2 separate regions of the Anser cygnoides genome follow, and region 1 is linked to region 2. The links are chromatin contacts, called in public Hi-C maps. All regions are on one chromosome and are shown on one strand. Each heading gives the region's core, a stretch centred on a gene start, on an enhancer-like site or on the middle of the called end of the contact. The rest is flanking DNA. Distances are from core to core; before and after follow the strand shown.

Region 1 (7,936 bases), core at 1,719-4,218, 130 kb before region 2:
ACCTCACCTCTGTCCCTTCACGTGCCACAGGCATTCACGTGACTCCATGAAAAACTGGAGAGGAACCAAAAGACGCGGCCAGTCAGCTTTTAAAGAAAAAAATAACAACGTCCTTTGAACAGCAAAGTGCAAAGCTCATATACGTGCTAGCACAAACAATAAGCCCACTGAAATGAGTTTCTTTTTTTTCCCCTCCAGAACTTCAGCCTGAAGAAGGTTCTAAGACAGCGCTTGTTCTGATGAGCAACGTTACATTTGTGCACGCTACCTCCTGCAGCTAACGGGAACGACGAAGGCTGCTGCTTCCCAGCTACCTGAAGCTGACTCGGCATCACGAAGCTCGGCCTTTTCTTTCCCTTACCAGCAGTCAGTCCGCAACAGAAGCGCTCAGGGAGCTGAACGGGCACAAAGCCACCCGTCGGCACTGCAAAGTTCGCTGTGCCTTTGGCTGCCCGAAGCAGCTCTCCCCGGTGTGAGAAGCAGAGCGCCGCTCACCGCTGCGGCTGCGTCAGGACAGGCGAGGACACGGGAGCTGTGGCACGCCGTCACAGGGACGAGGGAAAACAAATTTCTTGAAGGAAGGCAGTTTTGTTACCCAAAAAACATATCCTGCAACTGTAGTGTCAGAGTTATTTGCTTTTCTTACTCCACCCAGGTTAAGGCCCCACACAGGTTAAGCAGGCTGTGCAGGTACTTTTTGGTTTTAGCTTTTTTTTAAGGCAGTATTCCTGTAATAGCAAGAAATCCCTTTATAAAAGCAGTACTGAAAAAAAACCACAGCCACCAAAAACCCGGCGAGTGGAGCTAAGCAGACAAACGAAGCCTCTTTAAGCACACGAGTGATTTCCAAGTTGCATCAGCAGCAGAAGACGTCAGCTCGCTGCTGCAGCAGGAGGGGAGAGACACAGCAGCACTGCTGAGCAGCACAACAGGGGAAAGCAAAAGCAAGCAATACGTCAGCGGGGTTACTGTGAGGAGTGCCCCGTGCTTGTCGACACGTGGACAAGACATAAATAAGGTCACCAGCAGCAAGGAGATGGGAAGGTTAGTTAGCAGTTGTAGCGGCTGCACGACGCACAGCAGTCTCAGATGCCGATGTCCTCATGGATCAGTACGATCAGTTTGCTACCTACAGGGCAGGAAGCAAAAGCGAGTCTTTTCCCACCATCTCACATCAGTTTTGGCACGCCTCTTCTCTTACCTGGTACGCCCAGAGCGATCAGAGAGGAAGAAACTAAACCCGTGAGAACCTACTCTCAGCACTGGCCTGGTCACTCCAAAACTGCCGCCAGAAACAGTGCTGGCTTGTCAGATCCTCCCCGAGCTGCACTGCCTAACCTCAGCCTCCCAACACACACACGGACGTCTTACAGATCTTCTGGCAACGCACCTACCACCACCAACACCCAGACTTTCTGAGGAAAAAATTAGAAAACACTCCTAGGCCTGCAGCTAGAAAAGGATGGATCACCAGATTCCATTTAATTCACTGAAGAAAAAGATAACCCTTAATTTACTTAATTAAGACCTTCCTTTGGAGGTTGGCAACGTGGCCAAGCCTGAACGCTCGTCATTTCTGTTTCTGTGAGCAATACCATTTGGGAAGTTTTTTTTTTTAAAGCTTATTTCCTCTTCTCTTTCTCCCAGAAGAAGATATTCTCAAGCAGCCTCCTTAAAGGCAGGCGAAGCATTTGCATTTTTTAGAACAGCAACCTATTCTGCAGTCATTAAACTAGGAAGCGTTTAAAAAACAATCAAGTCTCTCCAAAGCGCTTAGGTCAGCCAAGTGAATGACCAGGCAGATTTCCCTCACGCTTCAGGCCAGAGGAGCCCGGCGCACTTGCAGCAGACCCCACCAGCCTCCTCGCGGTTCGGGAGGCCAGAGCTGCAGGCGGAGGCAGCGAGCACCCCCAGCCCCGCACCACCGCACGTGGGCCGGGGCACCCGGGCGCTACCTGAGAGGGTGACGATGCCCCGGGGCTGGGGCTGGAAGCGCAGGTACTTGTTGCAGAAGGAGGGCGACTCGAGGGCGAGGAAGAGGACGTTGCCCAGGAAGTAGCCGGCCGTCTGGCCCACCGAGTTGCAGGTGGAGGCGTAGCCCACGTTCTCCCGGGACAGCATGGTGAGCGCCCAGCCGTCCACCGCGATGTCCTGCGTGGCCGCCAGGAACTCGAAGAGGAAGAAGGTGGCCGTGAGGGCCACCACGTCGGGGCCGCGGCCCTGCCCGTCGCCCAGCAGCGCGTCCACCCGGCGGGACAGGCCGATCATGAAGAGCCCCAGCACGTACTGGGTCGGCACCAGCCACGACTTGCGGCGCCCGAAGCGCCGCACGTACACGGCGTCCACCAGCGGCGCCCACAGCAGCTTGAGGCTGAAGGGCCAGAAGACGAGGCTGAAGAAGGCCTGCTCGGTGTAGCTGGCGCTGCGGCTCTGCAGGATGAGCGGCACGCTGCCCGCCAGCCCCAGCGGCACGCCCTGCAGCACGTACAGCGCCAGCAGCAGCAGCACGCTGCCCAGCTCCGCGCGGCACCCCCGCGGCGCCGGCACCGCCGCCGGCAGGCCCAGCTCGGGGGACGGGGGCGGCAGCAGCGCCTCGGCCTCGCCGCCCGCCGGGCCGGCCCCGAGGAGCGCCGGCGCCTCCAGGCAGTGCGGGTGGCTGCCGGGGCGGCGCTGCCGGCCGCCCTGCTTGGCCGACATGGCCCGGCCCAGCCCGGCGCGAGCGGAGCGCGGAGCCCCGAGCTGCTGCCGCCGCCGCCGCCTCACCCTCACTGAGGAGACGCCGCGCGCCGGCCCCGCCCCGCCCCTTCCGGCCTCGTGGCTGCGCCTCATTGGCCCGCGGCGGAGCGGCGGCAGCGGCGGCCACGCCCCCTGAGCTTCACCCCGCCCCCTGAGCCCCGCCCCCGAGCCCCGCCCCGCCCCCTCCGTTACGCCCCGCCGCGCGGCCCCGCCCCTTCCGGTCCCGCCCCGCTGTGGCCCCTCCCCTTCCGGCGGGGCGGGCCGGCCCGGCGCGGCGGTGGCGGTGGGCGCTGCTCGGCGCTGCTCGGCGGCGGCTGCTCCGCGCGGTCCCCCCGGCCCGGCCTCCTTCCCCCCCCCCGGCCCCATGGCGCTGTGCAACGGAGACGCCAAGGTCAGTACTGGGCCGGCCGCGGGCCCGCTCGGTGCCGTGGCCGCCGTCCTGCCGCGGGCACATGGTGCGGCCTGCTGGACGCCCGCCGCTTTGTGCGGCCCGCCCGTGGCGCTGCGGGGCCGGGGCCGGGGCCTCCCGCCGGGCCCGGCCGCGGCAACGAAAGGAGCCCGGCAGCGCCCCGCGGCCCCGGCAGGAGGAGGCCGGGCAGCGACTGGGGCCTCCCGCCGGCATCCGGGGCGCGGAGGGAGGAGCCGAGGCCCCGCTGCGCCTACGGGGGAAACCCGGCTGCGTCCTGCCGGGCGACCGGGGCGCTACCGTGGAACCGGCCCCGGTATCGGGGGTGCCGGGCTCTGGCGTGTCCTGACCCGGGGGTCCGGTGCCGAGGAGCTCCCCCTGCCCGGCAGCGGGCTGCTGCGGGCCGGCAGGGCGCGGGGCTCGGCTCCTGCCCCTCAGGGAGCTCCAGCCCCTCCTCGGGCCTCAGCTCCTGCCCTCCTTGGGGTGCGGGGCTCAGCTCCAGCCCTCCTCGGGCCTCAGCACCTGCCCCTCCTCGGGGCGCAGGGCTCAGCTCCAGCCCCTCAGGGAGCTCCAGCCCCCCCGCAGGGCTCAGCCCCCCCGCAGGCGCCCCGAGGGGTAAGGCACGCGGTGGCTTCCGTTATCTCGTAGTGCTTGAGACCAGCAGCCCCTCGTCCTTCTCCCGGTTTCGGAGCGGCCGAGCTGAGAGGCCAGCCGAGGGCAGAGCCGTGCCGTGGCAGCGGGGCTGGAGGCAGTGGCAGGGGTCAGCGCGCTGTGCCGGGGGCCTTGGGTCCGTGCTGCCCGGGGAGCACCGGGGCTGGGGGCATGTCGGGTTGTTGTAGGCGGCGTTGGGTGCATCAGGCATGGAGGGCAGTAGGAGTCTCTCACGTATGAGATGGTTTCGGGTTTGGCCTTGTGATTTAAATGAGCCGAGTATAGATTTTCCCCGCATTTTTCTCTCGGGATGTTTAAGGCCTGTCCCACTCTCCCAGGGCAGCAGGTGGGTGCAGCTCTGTGCCGTGCCCAAGTGCCTGAACCACCTTGCGGGCTGTCAAACCAGGCGTGGTATAAGTTCCCAAAGCCAGCCATTTATACGGCATTTTTTTGGAAACAGAGCAGGAGAAGACAAGGGACTCCAGCTAAAACCCTACTGAGGGGAAAAAAGAGCTTTTATCAGAGCCTGGAGCCTCCGCACCAGGCAGAGGGGCTGCAGCCCGGGCTCCCCACACCCCGTTCCTGGGGGCGTGGGGCTGCCTGGGGCCCTCCTCGTCCCTCTGGCACGCACAGGGTACACAGGCGCAAAGGCTCAACTGCCGCGTCGGCTGCGCGTTCACGGCATCTGCTTCTGTTTTTTTTTGATGTCGTTAAACGGAGTTTCCCTCGTTAAATTTGGATTCAAAGCCTCGGAGCCGCGCCTTTAAAGAAATAAAGCCGGATCCTGCCTCGCTCCTTCCTGCCTTCCCGTGATTTATGGCGGCGTTCCTGCCGGGCTCCCTGCGGCCCGGCGCGTCGTGCCGGGGTTCGCTGCCCGCCGAGGGCCGCCTGCGGGTGATGCTGACGGGCGCTGGGTGCGAGCCCCTTTAGTGCCCGGGTTAAGCGGCGGGGATGTGCGCTGGGACGTGCCGCGAGGAGAGCGGGCGGCGTCCTGGGAGTGCCGGGGGGTGGCCGTGGCTCCAGGCCCGCATCTACGGGCCCGGTGAAGGAGCAGTGACCGGGCCGCCCATCGCGTGGTTCTGGTTTTTTTTTGTCGCGTGGCTCGTCTCGCCCCGTCCCTGCGAGGAGATCCGCGCTGCTCCGTTAATGCAGGGCTTGCGCTGGGGTTTAGCCCGAACGCCTTCAGCACCACCTGAGGAATAAAACCGGCTGTACGACGCTGGCTTCAGAGATCCTTGGGAGGGTGTTAAGGGGCTCCCAGCCAAACTCTGGCAACGAGCTATTACCCGAAGCCTCAGAGAGCCGTCTTTGAGAGCCATGGGCTGATGGAGAAGCGCTCCCGTGGCTGCAGCCCTGTGTGAAGGGGCTTCTCCCCGAGGGCTGCGCGCGAGGGGTGCAAACCCTCGCCCATCAGTGCGGCTGAGCTGGTGCAACAAGAGCTTGGTTTTATTCCTAACCTCGTATTTCTTACCGTAGAACGTAAAGCTACCCCTGCGGAGGCGGCCCCCTTCTCCTTACAGCCCTGCTGTGCTCTGAGGGCGATCCCTGAGGGCAAACGCGCAGAACAACCCTAAGGTGCCATAATAAAAGCCTGAAATGGTTGCGAGCTTCAAAATGTGTTCTGAGGTGGTGTTTGCCAAAGCAAAACCCTTCCCAGTTTTTCCTTCGTCGAGTTACATTGGCAAGGGATCAGCGTAAGTTTGAAGTTCAGGAAAAAACACCCCGAGGCGAGAGGTTTCGTGAGCAGCAGAGTTTTTTCTGCACGAATTTCCTGGTGTCTGACAGCACCGTTGGGTTCACGTCCTTCCCCGAAGATCCATCTCTCAGCGAGAGCATTTCTGTGGAGCGCTGCCTCTCCTCACGAGGTCTCTTTGAAGACCGAGAAGCCCGTCCTTGTGTTTTCTCGCCCTTTGCCGGGTGCAGCTGAGGCCGGGCAGCCAGCTCGAATGCGGCGGGGTCGAAGAGAGCCGTCGCTTTGTCCCGCTGTGAACTGCAGCGCAGCCTGCTCGAAGGCTGCGTCCAAAACTCGCTTTAAAAAAATCTTTGTATCAAATATTTCAGCAGAGGCAGTTGTTCTCGGTTTGTCCTCTCCGTGCTCTCCAGGAGGTTGTGTCAGGTGAGAGCTGGGAGCGCGAGGCAGCGCAACGGGGGAAACACGTTGTTGTTCTTCTGGCTTCGCGCTGGCCCGCTCGGAGCAAGAGCCCGCGGGGCGCCGGGCTTTGTTCAGAGCTGCGAGACGGAGGAAGCCGGAGTGGCTGCGGTGGTGAGCGGGGCGTATTGCTGCTTTATGGAAAGCTCTGCCTTAACGAGGGGGAAAAGCTAATGAGCTAATCCGCACCGCGTTTGGTCTCGGGGATGGGAATGTCGTGTTTGTGCGAGTGCCTCCCGGGAGGGACGTGCTGCGTGCGTGTACCGGCCTTCCTAAACCCGAGGATTCTTCATTTCCAATTTCCTCCGTTAGTCCATATCACCTTAATTAACACGTAGGCACCCTTAGCGAGCTTTGCAGTCGCCGGTCGGTTTGGGAGGCCTGCCGTGAAGCCCGCGGCGTGCCGCGCGTCGCCGCGAGGCGCTGACCGAGCCCTCTTCGCAGCCGGAGAACGCGGGAGGAGAGCTGAAGGACGGGCAGCACCACTACGAGGGAGCCGTCGTCATCCTGGATGCGGGCGCGCAGTACGGGAAAGTCATAGACCGGCGGGTGCGCGAGCTCTTCGTGCAGTCCGAGATCTTCCCCCTGGAGACGCCAGCCTTCGCCATCCGCGAGCAGGGCTTTCGGTAGGTGCCGCCGCTCGCGTCCGCTCCGGGGGACGGGGCCGCGGGGGTGGCGGGCCGATCGCCTGGCTGCCGCCTGCCTTTCGGCGCGGTGCCGCTCGCGGCTGCATCTCCGGCTTGTCTGCAGAAACAGCTGGGTGAAACCCGGGCAGCGGTGTTCCTTTCGTGTGCTCGCTTCGTGCTGCCGTGCTGTAAAATGTCATTTTAATCGTCTTCGTTTACAAATGCGATGTAAGAGGCTGCATTTTTAATATATATATATATCTGCAGAAATTGCGATGATCTTGCTGTTTTATCTGTTAACCAGGGCAGCTATTACAGGCACAAAAACAAGTTTTATGAGTTTCTAAAAATGATTTCCTTAGCCTGACGATGAGAAGCTGCCTGTTGAAATAACTGTAACTTGGATATTGGAGAAATTGTGAGAAACGATGCCAAACCATTTCTGGGAAGCAACTGAAAAAACTTAGCTGGAAGTGCCACGCGTTGTGTGCAGCAAGGAAAGGTCTCGCAGTTATGCAGTGCTTTGTACAGTTCTCTTTGGTTTTTTATTTGAAATTTTAAATATTTTTTATATTTTTTATTTTTTATTTACCCTGCTTGCCAGGGTATGCCTCTTTCTTTTTGTGGGGGGAAAATAAATGTATGTTATTGTCAGGTGTTTAATATAATTTAAATAAATACCCTGAAGTCTGCAAATCATCGCAGACCTTACTTGCTAGGTAAGAATCGAGAAGCACGTTGTATGCGTGTTCCTCACTTGTGCCACACAACAGATGCGGCAGCGCTGTGTTGCGGAATCACATTTTCCTAATCAAGGATAATTAGTGAGCCGGTAAACAGTGCAAGTCAGATGGGAACTTGACTGATCTCTGCAAACAGAGGGGAAGACCCAGGACCTGCTGCAGCTATCAGGCAGCCACCCTGCGAAAAGTTTCTTTTAGAAATGTTCTAACAAATACGTCCTCGTGTCAGATCTTGTTTGTAATTTTCCAGCAGTCGAGTCTTTGAGAGGTGGACGTGCCCGGTTACTGCTTTCAGGAGAATTACTGCACCTCCTCTTTGCCGGTTTTGAGGTGTGAATCGTGGCGCTAATGGTGCAGGGCTTTGGGCTTGTGCTGTGCTTCAGCGGGTTCGCAGTGGGAGAGGTTTTCCTCCCGTTCTGTTCAGAACCGAAGACTCCAGCACGATGTGATCAGACCTGTTGGGTTTGTCGTGCCAAACAATTGCCGTTTAAAATACGGCGAGTGCTCTCCGCTCAGCAGGTCACGTCTCGAGCTTGAGGCAGTGATTTCAGCTTATCAGTCACACAGAGCGGTCAGTAAACTTTGGGTCCCCGCTCTTGGTCAATCATTTGCATGCAGGAGAGCG
Region 2 (7,047 bases), core at 2,769-5,268:
CAGTGTTATCTCCTTGTGGTAAATAAATTGGAATTGTCAGGCCATGCCATGGAAATGCAACATTTGCATTTTCCTATCAGGATGTGCCAGGACATTACACTGCAATCGCAAATCATGAGGTAATATTGTGAAGTGGACGAAGGAGCAGCCTAATCTACTGCAGAGTATTTGCTGTTATTTAGCATTTTAAAAGGGCACCCATAGCACCAGGAGATGGGGTGGAGCCCGAGGAAAGCTCCCAGACTGTTTCAGCAGTAGGTATCATGGTACAATTTCAGGGCTTGCAAACCCTGACCATCCTCAGTAATCCTCTTTCGTATGAACGATCCCATTCACTTAATTGTAGGCTGGGAGACTGCAGCATCCTTCTTGCCAGCTGGATCTCAGAATGATGTATGTAGGCCTAGTGATCTTGCTCCCAAATTCAAGTCAGTCTCACCATCCTCCTTGATATTCCCATTCCTGTAAACATCCGGGCTTTTCTCGTTTGTTTTCTCTCTTTACCTTTCCCTGTTTCACAGTGACTCCGCAGTTCCTTCATCACAGGATGATAAACGTTTCTTCCAGTAGCTCACTAAGGCTGCGAGTAACATCTGTCTTGTTTCATCCATTCTCACACTCTTTCTTTCAATGGGGAGGGCTGTGTGTGCAGTGAAGTCTTTTTTTTTTTTTTTTTGTAAACCAACAGTATAAACGTTCCCCTCCCTACAGATTGTGTGTTTAAATTAGGAGAGAGCAGATCAGTCTGCTTGTGGACAGGGGGAGGGGAAAGATTTATGGGGTTTTCGAGTTCCCGTGGGAGTTTCCTAGCAGGCCCCTGGGAAACTGCTGAGCCCCGCACAGATGAACCTCACCCGTATGGTTAGGGTTCTGTTTTGCCTTAGGAGCCGTCAGAAGTGCAACCATGGTTGTCGTCCTGGAGCTTTAGGTGATCTTTCAGATACGCGGAGTCCAGGCCCTTGGCTGCCTTACAGCACAGAACCTTGAACCCCTCTGCACCGATCTCCCAGGCGTTTGGGCTTCTGCTTGGTCGCTTCCCCCCGAGCACGTCCTGCTAGCTGGCTGTCCCTGCCCTCCTGCCTTTCGTGCCTGTTCTGAATCTGCTGACTGCTGAAACAGCCTCTGCTCCCTATTTCTTTCTCACTTCAGCCTTGTATCTGGGACGCTTTTCCTGGCATCCTTCCCAAGCTCTCTTGCTGCCAACTCACAGTCAGTATGAGCTTCTTGTATTCCCTTTCAAATCCTTTTCTATCACGGCAAATAAACCCACTGTCCTCTACGCATACACTATTGATATTATCCTTGACAGCTCTTCACTCCTGGCACTCAGCTGCTGCTTAATCATACAGATTCCTCCTCTGATTCACCTCATGTGCTCCTGCAGCCAAAAGCTTGTCTTTGATTTGGCAATGTCACGGCAGGAGCACTGGGATCTCCTCCCTTATGACTCTTGCCCCGCATGTCCCCCTGTTGTTAGCACGCTCCTATTTCACTTCTTCTGGGGCTGGCGTCACGCTACCTTCTGCGTCCCGTACCATCACCTCACCTCTGCCTTTCTGCCCCACTGCCAGTACCCTGACTGCTCCCCCTGATTTTATCGTTTCCATGCTGCTTTGGAGAGCTTCTGCCCTGCTATCGCTTTGCACGGGATGACCTGCCTGACCCTGACTCCCAGGTAGCCTTCACCTTCAAATCCCTCCTCCAAACATCCTCTCTCTGAGACCGCTCTCCCAGGACGACCTCGTCCTTGTGACATTGGTAAAGGGGAGGGGGGAGCAAACCAAACAAACCTCGCAAACAATATGTCTTGAAAACAGGAACTAACACGATGTGCACGCAGCACCAGAAATAACCTCGCTGCCGTGTGCGGTGCAAACCCTGTCCTTCCCCTGACCCCTCCCTGCACGCCTCCTGCCATCTCTCCTCGCCGTCAGCCGCCGCCGCAGGCCCGGCGCAGGGGCCTCTCGGGCTCCCGGCACAGCTCCCGGTGCCCGTACCGGCGGCTCCGCGGCGCTGAGCGGCGGGCGGCTGAGCTGGGCCCTGCCACGACACCCAGCAGCTTCCCCGGGGGTTCTCAGGCAGCGCTGCAAAACCGCTTCGCTGCGCTGGGCTTTGTACCGAGCACATGAAAGGGCAGCCTGAAACTAGAGGGCTGGTATAAAAATACCACTTTTAATCAGGAAACTGGGTTAACTGGGAAATGTTGCAGGCGCTGGCAGACCTGTTCACCCTTGCACTCGGTGACCGGGTCCTGCTTTGTGTGAAGAGGGTGTTCGTGTTTATTAGCCTTTTTCCCTAGCTGCCCGCTGGCATGGACTTTGCTCCTCTGGGTTGGGATTTGCAGGCAGCGGGAGGCTTTCCACGTGTGTTTGAGAAGGTACAAAGCCTGCAGGAAAACAATGGAAATAGCTGGCTTATGACTGCTGCGTGTCACGCACTCGTTTCTTGCCTGGTGGTTTGTCCTTGGAGCCGCGCACGCCGCCTGGAACCTGATCTGGAGCGGTGGCGGTAATTGGGGCTGGCACGCACGCCGCGCTGCCGCCACGCCACGTGGGGAGCGGGCCAGCTCCCGCCGGGCTCCCTCGCCCACCCCGCGGGGCCAGGCATCGCCTCCCCGATGGGAGCTGGGAGCCTGCCGGCGGGGTGGTCCTGAGCCGCTCCTGGAGCACGGCCCCGGGGGGACTGGGGATTTGGGGGGGATTTTGGGGTTGCCTCAGAGCAGGGCGAGGCGGGAGCTGCCCGTCCTGCGCAACGTTTCTCCTCAGGGCCCCCTGACCTTGAGCAACTGGGGCTGGTGGCAGCAAAGCCCCTGGCAGGCTCCCCTCATCCCCCATGAGAGCCTCCTCAGAGCACCCCCCCGTCAGTTTCCTGACAGACCCCGCGTCGGTTTCCTCACAGCCCCCCGTGTCAGTCCCCTCGCAGCCCCGTGTTTGTCCCCTCAGTCCCATGCCTGTCCCCTCACATCCCCCATATCAGCCCCCCACAGCCCCCCACCAGTCCCCCCATAGCCCCCACGTCAGTTTCCTCACAGACCCCACGACAATCTCCTCACATCCCCTCATGTCAGGCCCCCCAGCCCCATATCAGCCCCCCAGCCCCATGCCAGCCCCCCCAGCCCCATGTCAGCCCCCAGCCCCACGCCTGTCCCCTCATCCCCCGGGGCCGGGCAGGGAGCGGCGGGGCGGTGCTGCCGCCCCGGGCCGTTGCGTGCCTGCCCCGTTTCACAACCGCCGGCTCGGCACGGCAGGGCCCGGCTCCGCACGGCAGGGCCCGGCTCGGCACGCCACGGGCGGCCATCGCGTGCGATCCGGCGGCCCCGCCGCCCCCCCCCGCCGCGGCGGCAGCACGCAGGGCCCAGCTGCCGGGGAGGCGCTGCCGGGCCCGCACCGCCCCTCCCGACCGCACGGCCCCGGCGGGGGCTGCCGCAGGCCGCCGCCTTTGTGCCGACCTTGGGCGGGCGGGACGAGGCCGCGGGAAGGGCTGCACGGCGCTCACCGGGGCGGCAGCCGGAGTATCCCCCGGGGCACACAGCGGGACACAGGGGGACACACATCGGTACATCCCGGGACACACACCGGGGCGCACCCTGGGACACACTGGGGCACACCGCGGCGCCCCCAGGGGCACAGGGGGGCACACACCGGGATATATCGGCACAGCCCGGGGCACACCCCGGGGCACCCCGAGGCACACACCGGGACACACCGGGGCGCACACCGGAGCACACACCGGGGCATACACTGGGGTACGCCGGGGCACACATCGGCACACACTGGGGCACACATCGGTACACCCCGAGGCACACACCGGGGCACACCCCGGCGCACCCCCGGGCCGTTTCCCCGCGGAGCCCCCCCCGTTGGGGCTGTGCCCTTCCCGCTGGGGCGCTGTGCAGCCCCGCATCACCCGCGGGCCATCACCGGGGGCACGGCGAGGCCGCAGCCCCGAGGCACCGGGGGGGCCGGGACCCGCTGCGGGGGGCGAGCACCGCCACCCCCCCCCCCCCCCCAAACCCCCGAGCGCGCTCCCGTTCCCGCCCGCGCGGGGGCGCGCCCCGTGGCCGCGCCGCGCCGTTGCCGCGGTGACGCCAGGACGCCGCCGGGGCCCGGCGAGAAAATGGCGGCGGCCACGGAGCGGCCCGGCCCCGGGCACGCCCTGCCCCCGGGGATCCGAGAGGTACGGGGCTGCGGGGGGGGGAACCGGGCCCGGGCCGCGGCACGCCGGGGGCACGGCGTTACACACGGAGCGCAGTCACCTGCCGGGGGGGCGCGCGCGGCGGGGACGGGAAGGCGTTCGTGCTGCCGCTCCGAGCGAGCCCGGACCCGGTACCGCGCGCCGCGTGTGGCTGCCGCAGCGATGCAGGGCGCGTAGCTGGGCTGAAGCGGTGTCGGGGTTGCGTGTGGAGCTCAGCCCCGCTTGTCTCCTCTTCAGGGCTGTGGGGGGTCAGCTCAGAGCTGCAGGTCTTTAAGGAAAATCATACAGCCGGGAATTTAGGAAAGAGCTGACGAGTCCGTTGCCCTAGGAAAGGGCAATAGAGTTGGGTCTACTTGCTCTAGAAGATGCCTCAGGGCACGCTGACGGTATTCACATGCTGTATGTAGTTGTCCTTTATCTCTAGCTGGAAATTAATCTTACCCTCACCGTTCTCCACTTGCTTTGGTTGAAAGTGACGAACCCAGAGGCAGGGGTAGAGCAGTGGAGCAGCTCAGCAGGGGAGCTGTGGAATTCCTCTGGTGGTAGCGGGGGGACGGCTGAAGCAAGGTTTTGCTTTGGAGCAGAGGACCGGGCAGGCAAGCCCCTGAGCTCTCAGCTCTGCGGCGTGCCGCCAACAGAAAGGTCTCCATGCAGAGGGTACGCCAGCCAGCACCCCTAGGTGTGAGCAAGAGTAGTCTCATGTTCCCGTCCCATCCTACCCAGTCGCCTCAACGTGAGCTCTAAGGCAACGACAGGCCAAGATTTTGGGATCGGTTAGGGGTCATGGTTTTACACATCCTTTGCTGCTGCTCACTTCTTCGCTCAGCTGGCTTGCGTTGTAGTTGCAGGATAGTTACAAGATACTGGGCTTGGTTACAAGTCATTCTCACAATTTCCTGTCCTTGTATTTTCTACCTTTTATGTAGACATGTTCTTATTCCCTTCGCGTTCTCTGCTTCTTGGATTTTATAGCATCTCTTTTGTAATCTCGCTTTTAGGTTGCTCCTAACATAAGCGGAACTTGTGCCAGCTGTAGGTTGTTCTGCCAAACGGAGCACATGCTCCCAACATGCAGCTAGCTGGCCGAAGGAACATGTGTATCCAGAGGGAATGTGTTAAGCGTTGTGATTTCAGCACCTAGCAGTGAGCATTCTTGGTCCCGCAGCTGCTTCGAGCTGCCTTGCTCGGCTGCGTGCTCAGGAGGTTGGGCTGCAGGGCTCAGAGTGGGGCAAGGCGAAGGATGCAGCCCAGAGCTGTCATCGTTCTGCTCTTCTGTGCTCTGGCGGACGGAGCTTCAAAAGCTGCTTGTCAGTACTTGACATCGCTGCCTCCAGAGCTGCACTCCTCTAGAGGATGTCACTGAGAGGGGAAGGGGAGGGAGCGTCAGCCTGGAGCAGCCTGTCCTGCAGGTAGTTCAGCTGCCAAAGCCTGCTGGGGGGGGGAAACCTGTCGCTGTAAAGCCGTGGCCGAGTTCTGTGTTTGTTTCAATTTCTGTTGCCCTTCCAATGTACCCGGATGGGAAGGTACGGTCTTGCCAGGAAGATCCTAGCGAAGCGGGAAGCAAAGCAGCAGCCACCTACAGAAGAGAGTCAAGTGACACCCTGAGTCCTCCAAGTAGCAAACAAGGTTATGCCTAATTGTATATTTTATTTGGCAGACAAATGACCCTTGCTTAACACAGATCACATAATTAATTGGGCACAAGATATCCTTACGTATTAGTAGTTCTCTCGCCCTAGGAGCTTAAGAAAGCGAGCAGTGCAGGAACTTCGGAGCTGTGTTGCACATCAGGGCAGAATGTTCCCTGGTGTTTGACTGTCCACAAAACATCACGTACATTGCTAGCAGCAAGTGGTTACTCGTTAGATTTGCCACATGGACTTGTAGATTGAGCACATAATGGTATCTTTACAAGCACATTCTGGTAACTTTCTGTGCTGTCTTTGGACCTGGGATTATTTTTCTCTACGTAGATTCTTACATAGTTCTGTTTGCTTTAATTAGCTAAAGAATCTGTCGTGCCAACAGTGACTGGCTTGGTAGATGCGAACAGTACCCAAGGTCATTATGTACATACTATTTGCAGTGTTAATATTAATTTATAAGTAGCAGTATTCCTGTTGGTGCCTCTGGATGCGCATGGTAGCACTGACACAGAGGGGCAGGAGGTCCCATGGGCACGTACTTTATGAATGCTTCTTGAGATGGCGTTCACAAGTTGCCCCTGTGTTGACAGAGATTTTTCTTTCTGCAACCAGTCCTTTCTGCAACCAGTGCCCAAGTACCTTGCTGGGAATTTGAGGGTTGGCAGAATCTCTTGCATCTCAAGCGTTGGGGTTGTAGCTAGGAGGGACTTCCCAATGGTTGCAACTGCCGGTGGGTGTCAAGTCAGTATTGTCAGACGAACAAAAGGTTAATGATGGGCTAGATCATCAGTTCTCTGCACAGGCGTCACGTTTAGTTGCGATACACCGTGGTTCAGTTATAGGAATTCTCTGCTGTGTGTTGCACCGGAGAGCTGGAGCATGCCACAACACAGCCCCAAGGAGCTCGGGAGCAGCAGTGAGGTCTGCGTGGCACGCCGGACACGTGTTGGATGTTAGCAGGGCTCGCGTGTGCAGTCAGTAGCAGTGCAGCGTGCTCTTTTATGATTCATTAGTCTGCTTTAAACACAAGCAGGAAAAAATTAAAGCTACCTGAAATCCGAGTATTATTTCCTGTCGTGCAAACTGATTATTTTGGGGCATGTTTTGAATGGGATGCTTGAGAGCAGGACATTCTGGTTTTGCTGCAAGGCTTTTCCTACATTATTCATATGTATTCAAAGCAAGTATTGTTATTTTTATTTTGCAA

Evidence for each region. Hi-C and Micro-C count contacts between places; a contact is called where the count stands out from the background.
Region 1: a contact with region 2 is called in a Hi-C map of liver, with 1.6 times the contacts expected there. The contact joins the promoter of GMPS here to the promoter of LEKR1 in region 2. A contact is called at or near these places in 2 of 7 Hi-C or Micro-C datasets (both in liver).

The regions. Positions count from the first base shown.
Region 1 is chr9:25,787,592-25,795,527 of Taihu_goose_T2T_genome, reverse strand. GMPS (guanine monophosphate synthase) reads left to right here and starts at 2,968. Exons shown (of 16, transcript XM_067002607.1): 1 at 2,968-3,127; 2 at 6,387-6,568. The coding sequence starts at 3,101. SLC33A1 (solute carrier family 33 member 1) reads right to left here and starts at 2,846. Exons shown (of 6, transcript XM_013193002.3): 1 at 1,956-2,846. The coding sequence starts at 2,829.
Region 2 is chr9:25,655,703-25,662,749 of Taihu_goose_T2T_genome, reverse strand. LEKR1 (leucine, glutamate and lysine rich 1) reads left to right here and starts at 4,018. Exons shown (of 11, transcript XM_067002611.1): 1 at 4,018-4,176. The coding sequence starts at 4,117.